2 separate regions of the Mus musculus genome follow, and region 1 is linked to region 2. A link is a contact called in public HiChIP or PLAC-seq data. All regions are on one chromosome and are shown on one strand. The core of a region is the stretch at or near the end of the contact, and the rest is flanking DNA. Distances in the headings are between cores, read along the strand shown. Region 1 overlaps 1700015I17Rik (a long non-coding RNA gene). Region 2 has its middle 16 kb from the start of Gm45301.

Region 1 (4,963 bases), core at 1,962-4,461, 310 kb after region 2:
GTGGCAAGAGCAGGTGAAACCCTTTGAAGAGGAAAGAAACATTGTATCTAGTTCATCCGCTGTAGTGTTTAACTGCCAAGGGTGAAGAAGCAGTTAGTGCAGGAGAACAGATGTCCAGATACCACCTTAAAAGATTAAATTTACACCACCAGATGCAGCTCATGTCCTTCAACAGGAGGCCGTAAGGAAAAGCATGACATCACCCCTGTGTTATTTCTCACACAGGGAGAGTAACAGGAATCCAGTCAGGAGGGAAGCTGAAAACACGCAACTCTGACACCAAGTGTTTGATCTGAAGTCTTTAAACTGTCAAGCCCAGAATGAAATGTCCTAGGCAACTATCTGGCGGGACCAGAGTGTGTGTGTGTGGATAGGTGAGCATATGTATAGTTAGGTATGTCATGTGTGTGACAGGGAGGCAATTGATTACATTAGCTATGTCCTGTGGGTCGAATGCTAGCATAGCATTAACTTTAAGTTTCTGATTTTGGAAAATTGAATGTAGCTGTGGTTAAGCGGGGTCTGGTTTTCAGAAAGGAAGGATCAAGTATTCAATTTATAGGCAACCGGGTCGGATGATGATAATGATGATGATGTGTGTGTCTATATGTGCATTTGTGTGTGTGTGTGAGAGAGGGGTCGGGGGAGCAAGGGCAATATAAATGAAACACAATGCTGATATTTAGAAGCTCTGGGCAAGTAGCGTTATTATTTATTTTCAAAACAATTTTGCAACTTTTCTGTCTCTTTGAAATCCTTTCAAAATAAATGGTGGCAATAGTGATAAGAAAGGCAAAAAAAAAAAAGACACACAAAGAAGTGATTGCATGTTGGCAAAGATGTTCATAGTGTTTACATCTGAACTGTGGGCTGTATGCAACTCAAAAACTCCACTTAAAATTAATCCTCCTTATGCTCTTATGATTTACACCTCCTCAGCCATAAACATGGATTTAGCTTTCTAATGTCCATTCGCTTACATTACCCAAGCTCCCCCAGGGGCTGTGGCTCTAGATCTGCCTGTGTCACTCACTGTCCCTGACTCTTCTGTCATCCTACTGCATGCACAGATATACCCTGCCGGGCTCCACCAGCAGCTGCGTGGGAGCCAAAATAGTTCCCAATGAGATAGTGACTGTAAGACAGCTGTAGCCTCAAGTGACTTGGAATGTCACATGCTTGTCCCCAAGTGCTGAGTGTACCATGTGACAGGAGGAATTCTAAAAATGGCTGGGTATGCAGTCTGGTATAGAAGCCCTGAGAACTCCAGGGCCAGAGTGTGGATTTGTGTGTGTACAATAAGATGGCACTAGATTTAAAACACGTAATGTTTATTACAGATCGATGGAACACCTCTGTTCGTGCTTGAGTGCTCTGGGAAACCACTCTTTTCCTTTTAGTTTGGTTTGCACATGAGCAGGGGTGTGTTTGTGTGTGTGTGTGTATACGTGTTTGTGTGTCTGCACATGCACACCCGTGTATGCATACATGTGCATACACAAGCACATAATGTGTGCACACGTGCACATACATATGTGTCTGTGCTTGTGCAGTGCATATATGTGTGTGCATGCAGTTTGTGCTTCAACTTATTTTATTTATTTGCCTTTTGTTTGTCTGTTTGTGAGAAAGAGACAGAGTTGGAAAAGGAGGCCCAAGTTGACCTGAACTTGTGACCCTGTCTCATTCTTCCGGAACACGGAGCCTGCATGTGTGTGTAACTACACTAGAAGGGCACTTGTGCAGTCAGTGTTGGGTAGAGATAAAAGAAACCAGCCATGTGGCACTGGCCTCATGGGGCCATTGGGACCAATGAGTCAGCTCTGCGTGGCAGTTGGAGTGAGATTACTTCATTCTGAGCTTGAACGGTGGGGTGGTGAGGTGGGTTGGCCATTGCCGGCAAAGTTATCTCTAAGCTTTCTAATGCCTACTGCCATTCAGAAATGAGATTAGAGGCAGGCTGATATTTCTTTTGGTCTCAAGACAGAATATTACTTAACACAGGATCCTGTCTCTCACCAGTTTCTTGTATAACCCAGGCTGGCCTGTAATGCACTAGAACATCCTTGAACTTCTGATCTTCTTGAGATCTGAGATCGCAGGTCATACCGCCACATCTGGTTTATATGGCTCTAGGGTGCAAATGCAGCGTTCATGTTTGCCGTGCCCTAACCACAGAGCCACAATCCCAGCCTAACTTTCCCCAGGTTTTCTAGAACTTGCTTTTCAGCAGGCATTTTGAATTTTGCATCAATCATAACCCACACCTAATTTGACAGGCTTTTTGTGACTCAAAGGCACTTTCTGTTTGACCTTGTTTGACGAGTCCCACGAGAGACTCTCTGCCCTTTTCCTTTCTTTCTTCCTGCTTCTGTGAGGGGCCATTTCTTGAATTTCTTTTTGAAGGCTGGCCTATTCTATGCTGAGACATATCTCTGAGCCCTCGTTTGACAAGTCAAGACTGTGAGGTTACAGGAACCCATTTTCTGAACAACCCCCATGCCTCAGGGACCTTAAGAATTGTCACCGTGTTAATTGTGTACATTTGGACAGAGCCTGACAGAATGTCTGATATTTACCAAACATTTTAGGAACTAGGATAGAAGCCTCTAAACCCTGAGAATTCTAAATACACTCTCCAGATATTGAAAAAGCAAGGTGTGATAGTAAAATCTATTATTCTGTCAGTACCAAACAATGAATCCGATACTGTTTTATCTTTATTTATCCCCAGAAAATGAAGGTAAATCATAATACAAAATTAAATGTAAAAATCGAATAAGATTGTAAATTGATGTACAGTCTTCAGATTGACTCACATTCATCTCCGCCATGTGCATCTTGTGGCTTTAATGTTATCCACCTTCTTTAGTAGTAAGAAGAGCTGGCTTGCTGGATGGGCATGGCAGTGTACACCTTTAATCCCAGCACTTGGGAGGCAGAAACAGGCAGATCTCTGAGGCCGGCCTGGTCTACAGAGTGAGTTCCAGGGTAACCAGGGCTTCACAGAGAAACCCTATCTTGTAAGATCAAAACAAAACCAATCCAGCAAAAAAATTAGCTGGCAGATACAGCCAGTCAAGGCGCAACTTCAGGGCATGAATTCTCTTAGTCTTTGAAGTAACTATATAAATTAGGTTCCAATATATCCTTTCGGCAGAAGGAGGAATGGGCATGAGGAACCAGTGGCCGGAAGTGTGTGACTCATGAACAGCAGGACACAGACCCAAATTCTGAATGTTCACTACAGTCTGGCTCTCTATTGATGTGTTTTGCTGTGTCTGAATTATTATTGAAACAAATTTAAAGGCTTATTACTCTTGTCTGTCCCCCACTGAAGCTTATCTGGTCATCTCCCTCATAGCTCATGCATTAGTGGTCAGAGAATGGTTAAGAGCCAGCCACAAAGGAGAACATTTGTAGCACAAGGTTGCATTGCTTCCCATGGCCAAATTCAAGTTCCCAACCTGAGAAGAGACATGCGCTAGCACCTCATTGCGCAGTATTTTTCTCACACAAGCCCCACAAACAGCACAGACTCAAGACCACAGGAAGTAACAAAGTAAAAGATAGAGAACAATTTTTTCTTTTTTTTTAATTAGATATTTCTTTTATTTACACTTCAAATGTTATCCCCTTTCCTAGTTTCCCCTCCGAAAATCCCCTATCCCCTTCCCCCACCCCCTACTCCCCAACCTACCCACTCCCACTTCCTGGTCCAGGCATTCCCCTATACTGGGGCATAGAGCCTTCACAGGACCAAGGGCCTCTCCTCCCATTGATGACAGACTAGGACAGAGGATGACAATTTTCTTAATTTAAATGTAAGTTGACTAATTATGCGTTATGGAAGTGTAATTGGTATACTCTAATTCTAATTAAAAGGTTACATTTCTGGAAATTAAACAATTAGCTCTCAAGGTCCCATCCTTCAAAGGTAGTTCATTCTACTGGAAGTTTGTTTGTTTTGAATGTAAATTAAGTCACGGGTGAAACGGAGGCCTTGAATCACAGTCTCAGTGGAGTCACTACTGAGTCTTCTAAGGTCACAAAACTGCTCACCTAAGGGCAAATGAGGGCTGACCTCTAAGGCAGAGAGGTTTGCGTTCTGTTCTGCCACCTGGTGGCTGTCATTGGAAACTGCTCCTGTTCGCAGCTGCTCTCCAGTGCTCGCGGATGGAACGTGTCACGTGACCCTTCCTGGCGTACTCGCCCTTGAAGCTATAATTAGGCTTGCCGTAGATAATCGGACTCTTTTCATTCTATCGTCCCCCCATACTAAGATCTTTAAAAGAAATTCCCACACGTGGGGCCAGAGGGCAGTTGAGTGACACATGAGCGGTTTTTTTCTTTGCCCCCCCTACCGTGAGCAAGCACCTCAGCTGCTCAGGGTGGAAAAACAGCTATGCCCAGGCTTGGCTTGGAAATGTCACCCAGGGTCTCCCTTATCCTAGCAAAGCTCATCTTGCTATTGTTTAATTGGTTTACAGGCACTTGGGAGTCTGGATTTTAAATATTCCTTCCCAAGATTCCCCAGTTTCCTGGGTTGAATATAGCCACAATCCCAGTTTCAATTGTCAATCATGCACTTCCATCCATCAATCCTGCGGTATCATCGTGGACCTATTTTTAAGACAATGAGAACATCCATCTGTACTGTCGGCTTGGAAATGATAAGGTCATTGTTGCTATGCTAACCCATACGACAGCTCCCATCTTTAATGTATTTAAATGTAATCCTCTATTAGAGGGTGGCTCCCAACCATTCTCCCATCTTCTTCATTTTTGTGCCGTCTGCTCGGAATCCATTCATACCACGGACATCTGCTGAGCTCAGTGGCAGGCTGGTATCTTGGCTGGGTGATGTAGACAGAAGATGAAGCCCAGGAGAACACTTGAAAGGCTTGGTGTGGTTCCCTCAGAGTGTCAGGAACTCTTCTGAGGCCTTATCGACTGAGCTCTC
Region 2 (4,844 bases), core at 1,670-4,169:
TCATAACTCGCACCATACTTTCCAAAATTTTTGTTGTAGTGTAAGATAGGAATGTTTTGGCTACACGTCATTTGTTTTTCCTGTCACCTTCCTTGGAGCAGGAGAGCAAGGGAAGCTCAGTGGACATCTCACACGGTCCCCAGGGATCATCTGGCAAGTCCCCTGCTCACCGACATTGATATGCCTCTCTCTGGCTGGGCCTTAGATTTGACAGAAATTGGATAGGAACACAGACTTTTTCCCTTGGGGGCCCAAAGTATCAGTCATGATCTCAGATTTTAGCTGTCTATCCAAAGTTCTAAGACCTGGCCACCAGGTAAGTAGATAATTGGCAAGCTTTTCCTACAAAGTTCATGTACAGTGTTGTGCATATTTTGGGTGTTGTTTCTTCTAGTCTATTCTTTATTTTTATTTTTTAAAAAATGTAAAAAACTGTTCTTTCCTCGTAGACCACACTATAAACAAAACCTGGCTGAATTTTATAAACAAATTTGTCCTGTCCTCACCAGCTGTCACAATGAGACACACGAGAAGGGACTAGTTGAAGAGGGGGACCAAGGGGTTGTTTTCTTTGGTACTTTGGAGTATTCAGATTGCCTACGACCATAGTGTACAGGAATACATTCTGGCTAGATAGTGCTTATTTTCAGAAGGGGGGGGCAGGGACTGAATTATTTTAACAGAGTGGCGGTTTAGCCTGTGGTTTCAGTATGTTTCTGTTGGTTGGGTTTTCTGTTTCCTAATTGTAGTGCCGATAGCCAAAAGCCCTCTGGAAATTATAGCCAATTCACTCTTAACAGTAGCTTGTTTAAAAGGAAAGGGGTTATTAATGGTTTGGGCTTATTCCATACTATGGCCTTCAACCATCCTACCACACCCCTGTGTCCAACACCGAGGGCATGCCAGCGCTCCCAGGGGAGTGCTGTGGACAGACACTGGAGTCTAACAGTATTGTAGATCCAAGGCTCAGGAAGCAACTCCAACAGGCTCCTGGGAATTTTGTCAGCTATGGATTCTCAACTTGTATTTCCATATCCAGACAAGTTTAAGAGACCTTAGGAGACCAAGAGGATTTTTATCCTTCTCCAAAGCATCTGGTTCTCATGACCCCCTCAGGGTGGCATATCAGATATCCTACATATCAGATATCCTACATATCAGATATTTCCATTACAGTTCACAACAGTAGCAAAACTACAGTTATGAAGTAGCAACAAAAATAATTTTATGGTGGGGGGGGAGTCACCACAACATGCCAAGCATTGTGTAAAGGGTGGAAGCATTAGGAAGGTTGCGAACCACTGCCCTAGACTGTGGCCCCGAAGACCCCTCTCCCTTCCTGGTAGTGACCATGAGGTAAGGGCACAAATGATCTACCTTCTATACTGTGATGTTCTTTCCCAAAGGTATTGACTGCTACCCAAGTCATGAAGGTGGTCCGTCATACTAGGAGGATCTTTATTAGTGCCGAGGGAACTTGCAAGGTCTGGAAGAATCCCTTAGAGATCAAAAAGGAACCATGCCAGCAAAGTAGCCTTGAACTTGCAGCATCTGCTCCTGTTTGAGACTGAGGGATGACGAGGAGGAATAATACCTTCATTAGGTTCAGTGCTGGGGTGGGTGAGAAATCACTCCTTCCAGGGGGCTCACTTCCAGAGCCCCCGATTCATTTGCCTTGGTCAGACAGCTTGGTCTTTTTTAGACATGATAAGATTTTTTTTCTGATCTTATTAATAAATACCATTTTATTAGAAATTATTTTATTAATTTTAAGCTGGCATAAAAATCCATAGGTTTATTGTGGCATCTTCATCCATGTTTGTCATTAGACTTTACTCTCATTTCTTCTTTCCCCCCACTGACCTTCCCAAACTCCCGCCCATCTTTCAGTTCATTCTCTTCTGTCCAACTTTTCTTCCTGCTGTCGTGATAGACAGTCACTCAAAGCAGCTGGTGGAGGACAGGGTTCATTTGGTATACTCGTCTCAATCACTAGCTATAACTGAGGGAGACTAGGACAAGGACTCAGGCACGGGTGCAGTTAGGAACTATGGTGTAACACTGCTGCCTTTGGGTTGCTCAGCTTGCTTTCTTATAGAACCCAGAGGCACCTGTCCCAAGGTAGCAGTGCCCACAGAAGGCTGAGTCCTCTCACAACAATCATTAAATTAAAAAATGGCCCCACAGACACACCCACGGGCCAACCTGACGGTTGGCGATTCTTCAGCTGAGGCTTCCTCTTCCCAGGTCATTTTTGTTTGCGTCAAGCTGACAAAGTCTAACCAGCACTTCCTTCCTCTAGTTGGTCCCGCCCCCTTCTGATGCTCATCCCTTGCATTCCATTGCACTATCCCTTAAAATCCCATCGTACTCTAATTTTTAATAAATTACCAATCACCATTGGTCACTTAGTTATTGACCCCCATGCTGACATACCAACCCAAAGGCCTTTGCATCAACTTTAGAAACCAGCTCTGCACATTTGCAGCATACCCATATTAATGGGAATCCTGCAGGGTCTTTTCTTCAACCATCTATGACCTACTGCATTGAGCCATCATAACTTATATTTGTTTATGAGAGAGTGAGAGGAGGGAGGAGAGAGAAGAAAGGGAGGAGAGAGTAAGAGAGGAGAGAGAAAAAGAGAGAAGAGGGGAGAGGGGGAAAGATGGGGAAAGGAGGAGGGGGAGAGGAAGAGAGGAAGAGGAGGGGAGGGAAGGAGAGGGAGGAAAGGGAAAAGGAGAGGAGAAAAGACACTTTGATACAAAAAGCAAAGGAAACATTTTCGAGCAAAGACTCCCGGCACCAGTTGCTTCTCTGCACTGGAATGGCATCATTTCCTCAAAGGCTCTCTACTCAGGAAGTTCTCTGTCCCTCCTCACCAGCACAACGATGATGAAAGTGACTGTGCTGTGCTGACAGTGGCTGGGGCAAGAGAAAGTGACCAAAGCACTGGAACTGCTGAGCTCTGGCAGAGCCCATTTCCCCAGACAGAGAATACAGACATGCTGCACCACCCATTGTAACCTCAGTGCTGACCAGCAGAGAACACAACCCAGAATACCTGATACTCTTCCGATTGCATGTAGCAACGGAATACTTTCTTAAACCAATTATTTATTTATTTATTTTTATCAAAAAAAAATCTTTTCCATGAAACACATTTTTTGATCATGCTTTCCCCTCACCCAACTCCTTCCAGATCCTCTCACCTGCTCCCCACACACCCCACTCTCATCTTCCTTCTCTTTAGAAAAACTAGCAGGCAAAATTATACAAACAGCAACAACAGCAGGAAAAAAAAAGCCATAAAAAGCACAGAGATACACACACAAACAAAAATGAGCAAACCAGAAAAGGAACTGCCTGCCACACTTTGGGAGAAGGGACTGAAGCTCAAAGGAAGAATGCCGGGTTCAATCTCTGGTACCACAAAAAGGAGACACATTGCCTGACACGGGCATCACAGGAGACAAAGTGGCACACATTCCCCTCCCGAAGGCTCTTCCCAAGCTTTTTGTGTTCTAGAAACACAAGTGTGGGAACCCCCTCCTTAGAACGTAAGAATGGCCCCACTCCTGCTCCATGGGCTCCTCAATGCAGTTAGTGGGACACCCTCCCGCTGCTCCCTGGGCTCAGGAATGCAGCTGAAGAGTGTCCTAAAAAAGCAGACAAAAGCGAATTGAGCAAAACCTCTGCAGGAGAAAGCTGACTGACTCTGTACCATGCAAACACACTCTGGTTATGTTTCGACTGTAATAGCAAGGAATATTATCATCTCCTTTCTTAAGAATATTTCACAGAATCACGGTTGAACATCTTCTAGCTGTATGTATGTGGCTTTCATTTTACATTCACAAATTAAATTGCTTGGCAAGGCAGTTTCTGTATCATACTAATAACATTACATAAAAATAAAATTCTGGGTGCTTTGATGCGTATAGACAGAAAAGGCTATGCTGTATCAAGAAAAGAAACTATTTAGAATCCACCAATGGTTATTTTAATTCCCCCCCCCCTCCCAGATTATGCACACTTCACACTGTTTTGTACATGAGACTCAGCTGGGGATAGTTGGCATTTCAGTTTTAGAAATGAAACCATTACTGTGCACGCATTGTTGGTTCACACGCAGCTGGAAGGAATGATGGAGAGAGATTCCACTTATGTGCCACATTCTTACATTTGCTGCCAGCAATAGCTGCCAGAACCGTCACGCAAAGTCATAACCAAGATGGTGCCATTAACCCAGGTAGATAGAAAGTATTCTCACTGCAAACATCTGTAGGTCTTCAGCCTCCCTCACTTCCCCTTCACTCCCCCTCCCCCTCACATCCATCTCCTACAGTGGTCCTTAACTCCTGAAAGCCACCAGTAGCGCAATGCTTCTTTCTCACTTCAAGGATGTGATATAAACACCATCACACAATGTATAGCTCGTGGGACTTGGTCTGTGGTCCTATAGATTCTCCACACTGACTCCATGTATCAGAAGCTGTCCTTGCTGGGACCATCCCACCATATGCACTGTAGCTTATCCATTAATATATGGAAGAGTGTTTCGTTTGCTTCCAGGTTGATGCTATTATAAATAAAGCTTACAGACATCCGTATGCAGATCTTTATGCAAATATACTTTCTAAATTTTTTTTCCTGTAGGACAAGTGCTCAAAAGTAAAATTTCTGGGTCACATGGTAATCCATGTTTACTTTTAAGAAACTGCCAATCTTTTTTCGGGTGGACTCCATCTTTTTATAATGCCATCAATAATGTATTCTACCTCTCTGCATCCTTGTCTGACACCGTGACTAGGTTCTATTGCAGTAACTCTGACACACGTGTT

The links. HiChIP or PLAC-seq counts read pairs in DNA pulled down with a chosen protein or histone mark.
Region 1: an H3K4me3 HiChIP or PLAC-seq map of bone marrow-derived macrophages shows a contact between it and region 2, with 4 times the contacts expected there. The contact joins two enhancer-like sites. A contact is called at or near these places in 1 of 484 Hi-C or Micro-C datasets (cardiomyocytes) and 1 of 115 datasets of contacts at active chromatin or transcription factors (bone marrow-derived macrophages).

Annotation. Positions count from the first base shown.
Region 1 is chr8:35,703,895-35,708,857 of GRCm38.p6, forward strand. It overlaps 1700015I17Rik (a long non-coding RNA gene), which reads right to left. Exons shown (of 3, transcript XR_378890.3): 3 at 4,097-4,963. Among named protein-coding and RNA genes, the nearest start is that of 1700015I17Rik, 13 kb to the right of the region's middle. Within about 2 kb of position 3,212, at least 47 of the 459 cell types and tissues checked have an H3K27ac peak or open chromatin away from gene starts, as enhancers often do. A contact at or near this core is called in bone marrow-derived macrophages, where this site is marked.
Region 2 is chr8:35,391,387-35,396,230 of GRCm38.p6, forward strand. No RefSeq gene overlaps it. Among named protein-coding and RNA genes, the nearest start is that of Gm45301, 16 kb to the right of the region's middle. Within about 2 kb of position 2,920, at least 43 of the 459 cell types and tissues checked have an H3K27ac peak or open chromatin away from gene starts, as enhancers often do. A contact at or near this core is called in bone marrow-derived macrophages, where this site is marked.